Regions from separate parts of the Ovis aries genome. Here region 2 is linked to region 1. Evidence: chromatin contacts called from public Hi-C data. All regions are on one chromosome and are shown on one strand. Each heading gives the region's core, a stretch centred on a gene start, on an enhancer-like site or on the middle of the called end of the contact. The rest is flanking DNA. Distances are from core to core; before and after follow the strand shown. Region 1 holds the start of UNG (uracil DNA glycosylase). Region 2 holds the start of SART3 (spliceosome associated factor 3, U4/U6 recycling protein).

Evidence for each region. A called contact is a pair of places that touch in the nucleus more often than the background predicts.
Region 2: a contact with region 1 is called in a Hi-C map of hypothalamus, with 2.6 times the contacts expected there. The contact joins the promoter of SART3 here to the promoter of UNG in region 1. A contact is called at or near these places in 8 of 16 Hi-C or Micro-C datasets (blood, hypothalamus, liver and 3 more).

What each region holds. Positions count from the first base shown.
Region 1 is chr17:64,145,035-64,151,761 of ARS-UI_Ramb_v3.0, reverse strand. It overlaps UNG (uracil DNA glycosylase), which reads left to right and starts at 3,198. Exons shown (of 7, transcript XM_027956650.3): 1 at 3,198-3,429; 2 at 4,083-4,289; 3 at 4,998-5,093. The coding sequence starts at 3,301. ALKBH2 (alkB homolog 2, alpha-ketoglutarate dependent dioxygenase) reads right to left here and starts at 1,597. Exons shown (of 4, transcript XM_012097948.4): 1 at 1,516-1,597; 2 at 601-1,033. The coding sequence starts at 877.
Region 2 is chr17:64,529,514-64,536,240 of ARS-UI_Ramb_v3.0, reverse strand. SART3 (spliceosome associated factor 3, U4/U6 recycling protein) reads right to left here and starts at 3,579. Exons shown (of 19, transcript XM_027956663.2): 1 at 3,247-3,579. The coding sequence starts at 3,558. It overlaps ISCU (iron-sulfur cluster assembly enzyme), which reads left to right and starts at 4,947. Exons shown (of 5, transcript XM_027956661.2): 1 at 4,947-5,071; 2 at 6,529-6,642. The coding sequence starts at 4,958.

The sequences.
Region 1 (6,727 bases), core at 1,949-4,448:
AGTCCAAGGGACTCTCAAGAGTCTTCTCCAACACCACAGTTCAAAAGCATCAATTCTCCAGCGCTCAGCTTTCTTTATAGTTCAACTCTCACATCCATACGTGACTACTGGAAAAACCATAGCTTTGACTAGACAGACCTTTTGTTGGCAAAGTAATGTCTCTGCTCTTTAACATGCTGTCTAGGTTGGTCATAACTTTTCTTCCAAGGAGCAAGCGTCTTTTATTTCATGGCTGCAGTTACCATCCGCAGTGATTTTGGAGCCCCCAAAATTAAAGTCTCTCACTGTTTCTATTGTTTCCCCATCTATTTGCCATGAAGTGATGGGACTGGATGCTATGATCTTAGTTTTCTGAATGTCGAGTTTTAAGAACTTTTTCACTCTCACTTTCATCAGGAGGCTCTTTAGTTCTTTGCTTTCTGCCATGACGGTGGTATCATCTGCATATCTGAGGTTACTGATGTTTCTCCCAGCAATCTTGATTCCAGCTTGTGCTAGAATCCGTTATTAATGGGTCTTAAGTTCAGATTTCTCTAAACACAGACCAGTAGTGTGTTCAAACCAGCCTTCCACACACAACCCCACCATCCCTCTGCTTACCTGTAAAATATTCCACTTCTTTCTCCAACTCTTGGAAAATTTCGTCTGCTTCGGCTTTGCCAAACAGGACAGTGTAATCGCAGTCCAGGCCCTCAGCTTGAATGCGCCGCCAGCTGAGGCCTGCTGAGTCAACTTCATTCCCCAGGGCTGCTCTTCTGGGGTTTTTCTTGCTGTTTCCCTCCTCTTCTGCCAACCCTGCTGGGCCTCCTCCAGTCTGCTCTTGTTCCATCCTTCTCTTAAGGCCCCCGACAGTCGCCTTCACCAGGAATCTGTCCATCTTGTCTCCACAACACGAAGACCTGGAAGCTGGTGGCCAGGCCAAGAGAGATTGCCCAGGGTCTGTCCCAAACACCAAAATCTACTCTGCAAAGTGGTCCCACAGGGGCATTCCTCCTGTTTTTACCGTTTCATTTTGAAAGTTTAACACCAAGTCCTATAAAGGAAGTAAGAGGAGGTTAAGGCTGGAAGGATCCCTTAGAGGTGATCTGGTCAGGGGTCTCCCACACCCGGGTTGGTATCAGAATCAGCTGCCTAGCTTGCAAAACCCACGTGCCTGCCACCCATCCCCTCAAAAGAGCAATTTTTAAGAAATAACTCCCCCCTCCCCGCCCCCGCGGAATACGTATGCCATTGGCAAACCTGGAAACTACTATCCAATCCCTCACTTTATACCTGGGAAAGTGACACGGTAAGAGGTGGGGGTTGCCTAAATTCACCCAGAAAAGCATGTCTCTCTCTCCCTCTGCCACCCTGCAAAGGACGGGAGTGGATAACTGACGGGCCCTCCCACACAAGTATTAACAGATTAAGTATTGAGATCTTTAAATGGACATGATTCAGAATCTAAATGTTTAACAACGGTTAAACGTGGTCATAAGCACGCCGAATTCTGATAGAGAATAATAACTGTAATACGTGCGTGGGGTGGTGGTACCGAGGGTTCTCTTTAAAATCTCAGCACCCGCTAAACTCCGATTCCTGTAGACACTCTAGAAAGGGCCAGCGGGGAAGAGAAAACATTTACCCGCCCCGACCACAGAACTGCTTCCGGGTAGATTGCAGCGGCGCTCTGGAGAAAATCCAGGCAAATTTGCAAAACAAAGCCGTGGGCGGTCTTTGGGCGCCATCTGTTGGCCCTCCGGGCGCGTTGCAAGCATCACGGTGGTGCAGGGTCGTTACTTGTTTCGCAGCTGTGCGGGATCACCAGTGGTTTGGGAGCAGCTGGTTGATGGCATCTGTCCCTGGGGATTAACGTGGTGTCCCGACAGGGAGCTGGGCCACCAGCATATTGTCGTAGGTAGGAGCACGAATTCTGCAATCAGACCCTTGTAACTTCCACTTGTCTCCACTGAAGCTGTGTGGTTCCTACAAATCCCTTAACATCTCTGGTCTTGAATTGCCTTCTAGGCACAGTAGGAACTACAAAACCCATGCCATGAGGATTAAATAATGAGAGGATGTGTGAGACGATGCTGCTGTTCTCCAAACAAACGTCAGTTTTCATCCTCGCCGGTTTTTGATTATTTTCTGTCTACAGTTCCTTCACCCACTTGCCACCTGAGGGGCATTTGGGTTGTTTCCAGTTTGGGGAAAATCCAGATATGGTCATTATATCGATTTATGTACAAGCTCTCCTGTGAATACAGATTCTAATTTCACTCAGGTTAATAGTTACGAATGGGATTGCAGGGGCACATGTTAAGTCTATGTGTTAAATGGGCTTCCCAGGTGGCGCTAGATGGTAAAGAACCACTCCTGCCAATGCAGGAGACATAAAAAACGCGGGTTTGATTCCTGGGTGGGGAAGATCCCCTGGAGAAGGAAATGGTAACCCTTTGCAGTATTCTTAGCTGGGAAATCCTAAGGACAGACGAGAGTGTATGTGTTACTGTATACAAAATTGCCAAACTGTTTTTCAAAGTGGCTTTTATGTTATTATTTTTAAAAATAATTTAAAACGGCTGAAGACAGAAATAAGCAAGGAAAGAATAAGATCACTTGGAGGGGAGCGTGCACCATGTGGAATCCTATTTCCCTGATGAGGGATCGAACCTGTACGCTCTGCACTGGAAGCACAGGGGCCTAACCACTGGACCGCCAGGGAAGTCCCTAAATAAGATCATTTTGGATGAAGCTGTAAATAGTGTCCGGCTAGAAAGTGGGGCAGGGGAAGACCCTTCAGAGGACGGGTGTCGAGTAGAGACAAAAGTTTTCCAGGCAGGGGGAGAGCGCCCGCAAGGTGTAAAGACCACAGGAGGGACAAACTGGGGATGTTCCGTGATTGTTTTTTTTAAACCGTTAAAATAAAAAATTGAAGTATAGTTAATTTGAATGCTAATTTCACACCCATAGCAACCCTATGGGGCGGGACTTAAAGTTTTTACTGGCTGAAAGGTGGAGGGACTTGCCCAGGGCAGAGGGACGATGGCTGAGAATAATGAACAAAACAGTCAAATAGCTGAGCGAACCGACCTAAGGAACTCCGCCCTTTTCCAAACACAGTTCGAAACCCCACTAGGCCCCAGGGTTCTCGCGTCTCAGCCCCTCCCGCACATGCGCGCTGGGGCCTCCACCGCCCCCCGCCCAGAATCCCATTTGGAGCATGCGCGGGCGGCTTGGCGCCAACTGTTGACCACCGCGGCTGGCGCCAAACTCGCGGGACCCCGGGCGGCGCGCGTTGGCTTCTTCCTCGGCTTCGGGATGATCGGCCAGAAGACGCTCTACTCCTTTTTCTCCCCGAACCCCGCCAGGAAGCGAAGTGCCTGCAGCCCCGAGCCGGCCGACCCGGGGACCGGCGTGGCGGCCGTAGCTCAGAGCGGGGATGTGGCGGTGAGGAGCGGTTAGGGGTGGGGGGACCTCTCGTGGGGCCAGGGTTCAGGGAGGCCGAAAAGGGTGAGGGGGGTGAGGAGGGCGGCGGACCCCGCGAGAGGGACCCGGGCCGAGGGGTTGTGGGAATGTGCAGCTGACTGGGTGAACGGGGGCCGCCTCCACGTGTTCAAAACAGCCGCCTTAGCGCCCCATCGGCGGCCATGCTGAGGGGCCAGCCAATGGGGGCGAGCCTCAGGGCCCACGCCGCCAATCAGAGGCGAGGGGGCCGGCCCGCCCTCCAATCAGAGGAGGGAAGGGGTGGGCCCCGGCGGGGAAGGTTTTTGCCGCGAAAAGACAGCGTGGGGACGCCAGTGGCGGGGCCCGAGGGGGCGGGGCGTCGGCGTCCCGAGCCCCATTCGCAGCCAACCCCTCGCGAGGCGCCGCGAGTCTTCCTCACAAACCCTTCTGCTCCCGCGTTGTTGTGGTTCTAAACTCGAAAATGGGGGCCGCGGCCTGCTAGTGCCTGATCGGGATCAGCCCAGGGCCCCCGGGCCTAAAACCTCCCGCGAATGGGGGTCCTCTGCCCGGGGCCGTTGGGGTGGGGGCGGAAGCTGCGCGTGCCCGGGAGAGGCCCGCTGCAGCTGCTGAGCCGCCTCTGCGGGGACTGCCTACAGGCCAGCCCCGCCAAGAAGCCCCGGGCCGGGCCGGAGGAGCCCGGCACGCCGCCCTCGTCGCCGCTGAGCCCGGAGCAGTTGATCCGCATCCAGAGGAACAAGGCGGCCGCGCTGCTCAGACTCGCGGCGCGTAACGTGCCAGTGGGTTTTGGTGAGAGTTGGAAGAAGCACCTCAGCGGGGAGTTCGGGAAGCCATACTTCATAAAGGTAAACTTGGAGGCTGCGGGCATCTTGCGCATAGAGCGCGCCAAGCCCACGGTTGTACGAGATTGCTTTCGTGGTTCCTCCTTTCCCTTCTTCAAAGTTCTTTTCATGCTCAGGGGGTAAAATACAGTCAAGGTGTTTTCAATCTGCAGTTTAAAGTTTTTAAAAGGCTGTGAGATGATATCATAGCTTCTTTTAAAAGTTTTTAACAGTAACTAAAAATTTTTTTTTAATGTCACTACTATTTTGATATTTTAAAGTTTGTTTTTATTTAGTTTTGACTGTGCTGGGTTTTTAATTTTTTTAAAAATAGGAGTGTGGTTGCTCTACAATGTTGTGATAGCTATCACAGCTTCTACTAACCCGTTTAGTCACTTAGTCTGCTCTCAAGGAAAGAGTGGTGAAGTAAAACCACAAACTCGACAGACTAAAAATCTGGGTTTAAAAAAAAGGTAAAAAAGGGGGAGCGGTTTGCACCCGCGCGGGAAATCAGGGCCGCAGAGCCAATCAACTTGGACCCAGCCCAAAGAAAGCCCGAGGGTATTGAAAGGTCGGTGGGGTGCGGGGACTGTTTCAGATTTCCCCGGCAGAATTTGGGTATAAGACTTGGAAAAGGTTTAGGTAATAGTTCTTCCAACTGAAACTTTCTTACTGAATTCTTAGCTTTCCTGTGAGAATGTGGTTTGTAAACCTCGTTTATCTTCTCGTCAGCTTATGGGATTTGTTGCAGAAGAAAGAAAACATTACCCTGTTTATCCTCCCCCTCATCAAGTCTTCACGTGGACCCAGATGTGTGACATAAGAGACGTAAGTACAAGTTGTGGCTGAATTTTACTAAAATTACTAAAACGGGAGTGGGATTCAAATGGCATTTCTTAATTCGGGGCAGTGGAGTTAAACCACTACTCATAATGTAGAAAGAACACTGAAATTGTGAGGTTTGGCAGGCTGTCTTACTGTGTGCCGTTTATGCAACAAAAAAAGAGAAGTTTGTGCATATGTGCATGTGCTGTGACTTTTTTTAAAAAATTCTGGAATGGACCCCATGCCCATGCGAGGTATTATTGTGGTGGTGGGAAAACTGAGGCAGGAAGCAGTTAAGTGTCTTTCGACTGGTTCCCAGCAGCTCCACCTTGACTGGTATCTCTGTTCTTTCTGTGTGACTGCACTGCCTTGTCGCTGACTTCTGGCTTGAACATGTCTGCTAAAGACATCTCTTTGCTTTAGTTCATTGTGTGCAATGGCTGCGCACTGGGAGCTCTGGTCGCCTCAGACTCCTGTCCAGAAGCTTGATGGTGCCTTCGCATAGTTCATGGCGAGTTCACAGGAGAACACACAGCTGCTTCCCAGCCTCACCTCCACCTCCCATTCTCCTGGTTTGGAGTGGGACCGGTTGGTGACTCTCCTCACTTTTGTCTTTTGAAAACCAGCTAGAGCCGTCTCTGGCACCTCCCGGAAGGAAGCCTGTCCCCTGCCACCTTTGTGATGTGGATTTCCTCTAAACCTTCAGTATCTGCTTGCAGTGGAGGTGTTCTAGTTTTTGTTCTCCTTTTTCCTTACTGATTTTATAAGCTGAGGGTGGGAATCCCATGACTTAGTAAGTGTCTTAAATCAAAGAGAAGCAAAATTGTTGAGGAAGCCATCATGATAAGGTTGCCACTCCTAGAACTTAGCAAATGTCTCAATTTTCATTTTAGAGCAAGTACTTTTAACTTACCTCCTTGTTTATAGAGTTTGAAAAAAGAACCCTTAAGTCCTATTAAATTCAGTGCTGGGTTGCCCCTTGTTCAAAGTATGTGCTGTTTTGAATATCAGCAAGCAATACTGTAAAGAAAGAATAAGTAAAGAGCATGAGACTTCTGAGAATCAGATAACCTGGGGGCTTCTTTGCCCATGAGCGTATGGAGGGCAGGGATGTTACCTGGCTCCGCCTAGGCCCTTATCTAGGACCAGAACGGGAAAGCTTTGGTCCTGGATACGTTTCTTCAAGAATATGCTGGGGCCCACGTGGATACCAACCAGGGGGACAAGAGAGGTCCATAAAAGTGGCCGGGTCCAGTCTGGGTTCTTAAGGATACAGTGTACTTCAGCCATGGAGGAAGATGTTAAGGAACAGGACAGGGGTGCGGGTATGAAGAGAGGTGGGTGGGCATCCATCAAAAGGCCTAGTAGTATGCTAACACTGACCTTGACAATGACCTCAGTTTCCTCAGGGGCCATCCCTTAAGAGGACAGGCCGACCTCGTTTTATTTCACTTCACAGATGACTGCAGTTTTCACAAATTGAAGTTTTGTTGCACTGTCAAATGATGGTTAGCATTTTTTAGCCATAAAGTACTTTTTAATACGATCTGTGCTTTTTTTTGATCTCATACAGTTGGACAGTTTGGGAACCAGAACATTTACATGACTTGTTTTTTATTGCCATACTCACTTAATGA
Region 2 (6,727 bases), core at 2,330-4,829, 380 kb before region 1:
AAACAAAAGATCCCACGGATCCGGTGTGCTGCAACTAAGACCCGGCACAAGCAAACAGATAAACTACGTGCAAACAGATAATAAAGAACCAATAACACAGAAGCCCACGACCCAGAATTTTTTAAAAATCTTTAAGCAACCGCCTCCTGCTCATGATTGATAAAACTTGACAGGCTGAACCGGCCCCATGATTACGTGATGGGCTGAAAAAGGTCAGAATCCGGTCAGGACACAAGTGTTCTAACGCCCACCAGTTGTTTCCCTACCTGTCCTGGAAGGCACTAAAGTGCACCTCTGGATCTCAAGTGGGCTCCCGTGACACAGCGATGTCTCAAAATCAACATTCAAGTGCGTCAACAAGTAACAACAGTGAAAGAAGAGAAGATGGTGGGAGGCGCAGGCATGGCTCCCCAGGTCACCCCAGCACTCCCACTCCCCCGGGTCTCTATGTGTTCCCTGAGCACGAAGCGGCGGCGAGTCCTGGGAGCAGCATCTACGCAAGCCCTCCTGTGACCACCACAGGGAGGTAAGGACTGAAATGTACAAAACCCACTGAAGACATGACTCTAGGATGGTTTTCGGTCTACATTTCTGATTTTCAGGCCCAAATGATGAAGACACTGTGTATAGAGAGGCACTCTTTAATACACAAGGACATGCATCGCAGAGGCCGTCCAGAGAGTTCAACCAGAGCTGACAAACGCGCACACGTGCCGATCTAGTCCGGTCTCAGAACATCGCCACGGACAAAGGACGCTTCAGGGAAAGAGGCGGCCTAGCCATCGTGCAAGTGCTCTGCAACAGGTTTCCTCTCGCCCTGACAGCACGACCTGCACGGAGAGGTGACAGAGGCGCCTGGTGGGACCACACTCGGCCCAATCACGGGAAGGGACCACGAGGTGCCGCTCCTAGTTTCAGCCACGACCACACACACAGCGGGACATCTCCGCTTCTGTTATCTGGACAGATTTCACAGCTGACTGTGAGCTTTCATAAAAACACTTGGGGTCAGAAGTGGAATTCAAACACGACAAGGCCGAGCACTTCGCGGGCCTCTCTGGAAGTTACTGACCATCACACTCCACCAGGAGAGTCGTTACAGCAAGAACTAGAGGCCGGGATTAAGAGGACATGGGAGGGAGTTTTGGGAAAACTGGAAAAGTCCATTTCTGGACCCCAGGAAGAAGATAAAGCCAAAGGCTCTTCAGTTCACCATCACCTGCCGGATCCCATCCTGTGCGGTGGCCTGAGGTAGGGTTGGCAAGTACACACCACCAGTGGCCAGGACACCTCTGCCCAGACCCGTCCTCCACTTTAGTAAGCAAAATACCCTCACTGAGGGTTTAATCGCTCTGCTTCCGAGCCTCCCCTTCCCCTCAACAGGTAATTCTATTTCCCCAACTAAGCAAGATAAGGGCTCACTGAAAGGCCAAAGGCCAGAGAGACAGACTGCCACCAGGACAGGGTCACAGGCGGCCTGCCACCTGACATTACACTGCAACTGCCAAATGAGTAAGAGAATGAATGGACTGCGGCAGGCTTGTTTATAGAAGGCAGGAAGGGTAACCACCGGCCTACCCCTGGCTGGTTCAGACGGGATGACAAATGAGACAGATATACCGAAAGAAGATACAACTATTTCACAACTTAGCAGGAACGTCACCACCAGAGAGGACATTATAAGGAATCTCACACCCAGCCAAGTTAACTGAGAAACCCAGGCTACCAACCCCACATCACTAACTGATTTCACACCCACTGTGGCATTCGGTCTACAGACAACCTGGAAAAGTTCAAATGCCCTTAGGCCTGACTCTGACCAAAACACTTCATCAGTCCTTTTGAGACTCTGTGTCCTCGTCCGTAAAATGAGATGGGAGCTCCATCTCTTCCCCTCCAAGACTACTCCACTCTCTCCCCTCCCTGTCCTGAGACCCACCATGTGGACCACATCCATGGGGTCTCTGGGTCTCGGGGTTCCAGCAGGATTTGCCCAACAGGCCATGTGGAAGCGAGGCACTGAAGTAGGTCAGGGTACTTCTTGCCCACCCTCCTTCCTGATGGGAAACGGGGGCTACCTCCCTGGAACAAACATCTCAACTCCTCTCAGGGATCCTCTCCACAAACTATCTAGAAAACCAGTCACTCCATCACCTCTACAGGACTAAAGTGGACACCTAAAGGTCCTGCTACTACTAGCCCTGGGAAACCAAACCTTTGCTCCTGACTTCCCTGCCCCAGACTCAACAGTCTCTCCATTGCTGTGCTGTGCCCAGTCTTGTCCGACTCTTTGTGACCCCACGGACAGTAGTCTGGCGGGCTCCTCTGTCCATGGGATTGCTCAGCCAAGAATCCTGGAGTGGGTTGCCATTTCCTTCTCCAGAGGATCCTCCTGACCCAAGGATTGGATCCATCTCTCCTGCACTGTCAGGCGGATTCTTCACCACTGAGCCACCTGGGAGGCCCAGTCTCTTTATGGACCTTTATTCCAAACTCTCCTAACTTGAATGTGCCACCTACTTCCTGCTGGGATCCTAGATTACATAGGAGACACCAACACCTGTACCTTCTAAAGTTACAGATTAGAAATCACATAGCTACTATTGCCAGGCCCCGAGCCCTGATTACCGTTAGGACAATTCTCTGGGCGGGAACCGTTTGTCCCAGTTTACAGAGTGGAGGATGAGAGACGTTATAATATTGGCCCCAGCACACACGGGTGTGGAAGAGCTAGAACTGGGGCCTTAGCCTCCAGACGCTATTCCGTTTCTATTATCACCGTCACGGTCACTATTTTCCCTACCACGCCAGAGCTCCTTATCTTCGTCATTCCTACAAGCAAACTACTCTTCTTGGAGGAAAATAATCTTATTTCTAGGCCTGGACACAGTTGACCCGTATGGCTAAGAGCGGGAGTTGCGGAGTCGATTCAAAGTTCAAAGCCTGACTCGCCACTTGCACTAAGTGTAATGGTGACAAGAGAATTCCCTCCACCGGGAGCCTCAGGGTCCTCCCACAAAACGGGAAATACAGCAATTCCCTCGCCGGGTTCTGGCGAGGGTTCAATAGGATAACACTTGCGAAGCACCTGGCGAGCAGTAAGCGCTCCGAGGACCGGAGACGCGCTGGGACACTGCGATTTGGAGGCTTTGGCGCTTTATATTACTTCCGAGGACCACGGAGGTGGGCCGGGGCCTGGGAACCCGAGGGAGAGAGCCCGCCGCCGCCGCCCACGCCCGCGCCCACCTGCTCCTCCAGCCGCTCTATCTCCAGCTGATTCTTCTCCTCTTCGTCGTACCCCCACTCGTACTCCCCAGGGGAGCTCTCGGCTGAGGAAGCCATGGCGTACTCCTCATCTCCATCGCTCTCACTCACGCCTTCCTCCTGCTGGTCCCACTCTGGCCCCATGGTCTTGTACGTCGCGGCGGCCACGGCCCGCGATAACACCTTCCTCCTCGCCCGAGCCGCCTTAGCCTCATCCTCCTCTCCTTCGGCCTCGGGCCCGGCCTTGGGCTCAGCCTCCGCTTCAGAAGCCGATGCTGCGGCCGCCGTCGCCATCTTGGACTTCCAGAGACTCCCGGGTCCTCACTTGGCCGCCAAAGACCCGCAGTAGTTGGAGCTGCCCGCGGCGCGCGCCTGGTCAAAATCCCGCCCGTCTGCCACCTGAAGAGAAACTATGCGCCTCGGATGACATGGAAATCTCGAAATACACGAGATTCATGTTATTTTATATACTTTCAGTAGCTCTTGTTCGAATAAAAAAGCTCACCAACAGGGCATGCGTTTCGGCACAACGTCGGACAGCAGTTGGGTCCTTAGGCAGGAAGTGGAAGCCATAGAGGCAGCCACTGAGTGAGCGTGATGGTTGTAGTTAAGGGTTTGGCGCCATCTTGAGAAGGTCAAAAATGATTCTTGGAATAAATATCTTACCACCTAGTCTGACCTGGCGCGTGAGTCAGTCTCCCCAGCAACTGAGCCTCAAACGCGCAAAAAAGTCTTAAGTCCTCAGGGAAGGATCGATTGCACCATTCATGAGAATAACTCATTTCCCAGAGATTCCTTCTCTTTATCTAATGCCTGGCGCCTAGCACTTAAATACACGTGAGTTTTGATTTTATAGGATCATATTCTGCAAACCAGTATCAATAAATTACATTAATAAATATTTACTTAGAATCTCTTCATTGCTATATCTTGTGATTTAATCTGTGCCAGTTTGCTTTTTAATAGAGACATAAACATATACAATTTTTAAAATCAGAGCAAAGTATTCTTTCCTTTAGTTAAGCTTCTCACTTTAGTGGTAGAAAAGCCTTGGTGGGTCTATTTATTGCCTTGCTCCCTCAGTAGCAAGCTTAATTGTGTCGTCTTGGGTTGTTTTCCCAAAGCACCCTGACAAAAAGTAGATACTCAACACAAGATTTGCTCAATGGATGAAGAACTGTCCTTGAATTAGTACAAAAAAGATCGAGGTTTACAATGACACTATGTTTCACTTAGCAGCACACAGCCAGTTAGGAGCAGAAATGGGATTCTAACTCAGGACTGTTCAAGTCAGAATCCCAACTGGGCCCCTCTGGGCAACCTAGGGCAAGTTACTAAACCGTTCTGATCCTCAAATTCCTAAGCTGCAAAATAGAGCCAAGAAGGGTGGACTGGTTGAGCCTCTGCGCCGAAATAGGCGGTGGGGCTTTGTCAACGCAAAGCTGGGTCCTGATTTCCTGCTCAAGGATCCTCAAGATTCAGAACCCAGCTCGGTGGACCAGCCCTCGAACGATTTCAAACCTTTAGGCTCCGCGCCGCGGGAACAAAACGGGGACACGTGAACGCAGCGGGAGGGCGCAGGCGCAAGGTCGCCGGTACTTTAGAGGGTGCGCGCTCCCAGCAGGGAGCCGACTCGCGCACGCGCCCCTCCCCTCGGCCGCGCGCTCCACCTGCGCAGGCGCAAGCCCTCAAGATGGCGGCGGCTGGAGCGGGCCGTCTGAGGCGGGCGGCGTCGGCCCTGTTGCTCCGGCCCCCGCGCCTGCCCGCCCGGGAGCTCTCAGCTCCCGCTCGGCTCTATCACAAGAAGGTAAGAGCGGCCCGGGGGTCCGCACCGGGCGGGGGGGCGGGCGGGAGTGCGAGGACCCCCCAGAGGACTTAGGGGTCCTAGCGGAAGCCCAGCCTAGTGGCCCTCCCCGCTCTGCGCGGCCCTGGAACCCCGACTGCAGCCCAGGGCCCTGGCCGCCCCCAGCCCTGGATGGAGGGGCCTTCCTCTCAAGAGGCCGCCTCGAATGGCTTTCCCTCGCTGCGCTGGGGCGACTAACCGCGCCTGAAACAGGAATGACAGCTCCCGCTAGCCTAGCGGCAGCTGCCCTCAATCTGAAACATCCATCCGGCCTTTAAGCCTCTCGGCTGCCCAGGAAGCAGGGTCCTGCTCTGTCCGGGCTAGCCGGACACACAGCGGCCGAGTGACCTTGGGCGAGTCACTGCCCCGCGCTCGTCAGATGGGGTCTGGGCAGCGCCCCCGGACGCGAGTGCATTGCCTGCGGAGTCCTGGGCAGGGCGCTTGGCACAGGGAGGCCGCTGAGGGTCGGTGTTACTGTTGCAGGAGCTCAGAGCCTCCGAGTGGACATGGACGTGTAACCAACAGTCGTCACGTTTTTGTGTTTGTTTTGGTTTGGTTTGGGGGTGGTGGGATGCTGTGAGTTAAGACAGGTTGGGTAGTTGGCAGCCACATGAGACGTGTCTCGCTTGGGAACCGGTTAAGTAAAAAAAGTGCGATAAATCAACCCCGGGGCAGAAAGTCGAAACTGGATATTATCTTACAGATCCTTGGACTTGGAAGTCAAAATCCGTGGTCGGATAGGTCGGGGGAAGGGGACTGGAAGTTCGGAATACTTAACGACTAACTGGGAAACAAACCGCAAGGTTTTTAAAGCCTCGCATGTGCCAGTTTGAATAGATGTCTACTCTGTTCTGGCTTCCACGCGTTTGCGCACAGACCTCACTCCCCGCGGACCCAGGGCTGTATATTGTTGACAGTACACGCGGAATGACCTGGCGCGCGCAGCCTTTCCGCCACCAGAGCGCGCTGCGGCACCGCAGATTTCAGGGCCCCGAAATACAGTCATGGTGGTTATTTATCACCACACACAAATGGCTGTATTCCATAGCCTTGTTCCTCCCGTAACAATCTCCATGAGGCTTCTGGGACCATACAGACGTGTAGGTTTTTGCATAGTAATCATTCTTTTGAGAATGGATTTTCTTCCGAAATTACACAGGTGCTGTTTGAGCCCAACTCTGTGACTTGGGTGGTTAGAGGTCAAGTAATTAGTTGTGGTTCAAAACCCCACAGAATTAAGACATGATTTTGCTGATTTTTCTCCAGGATCCCCATATCTCTTAAATCCTGCCCAAGTGAAATTTGGTATTTAGTGATGGCCTGCCAGGTCCAGCTTGCTGACTTGAAGGAGCTTGCCATCAAAGTCGGGGAGATGAACAGCAAAAAAGAGTGACTGTGATTTCTCTTCACTCTCATTTCAGGTTGTGGATCATTATGAAAATCCCCGAAACGTGGGGTCCCTTGACAAGACATCTAAAAATGTTGGGACTGGATTGGTGGGGGCTCCAGCGTGTGGTGATGTCATGAAATTACAGGTACCCCTGGTTTCCATCTTTACTGGTGGTAACGGTGACCCCTTTGCTTGAACGGTGTTCTGTAGTTGACAGAGCATTTACATGT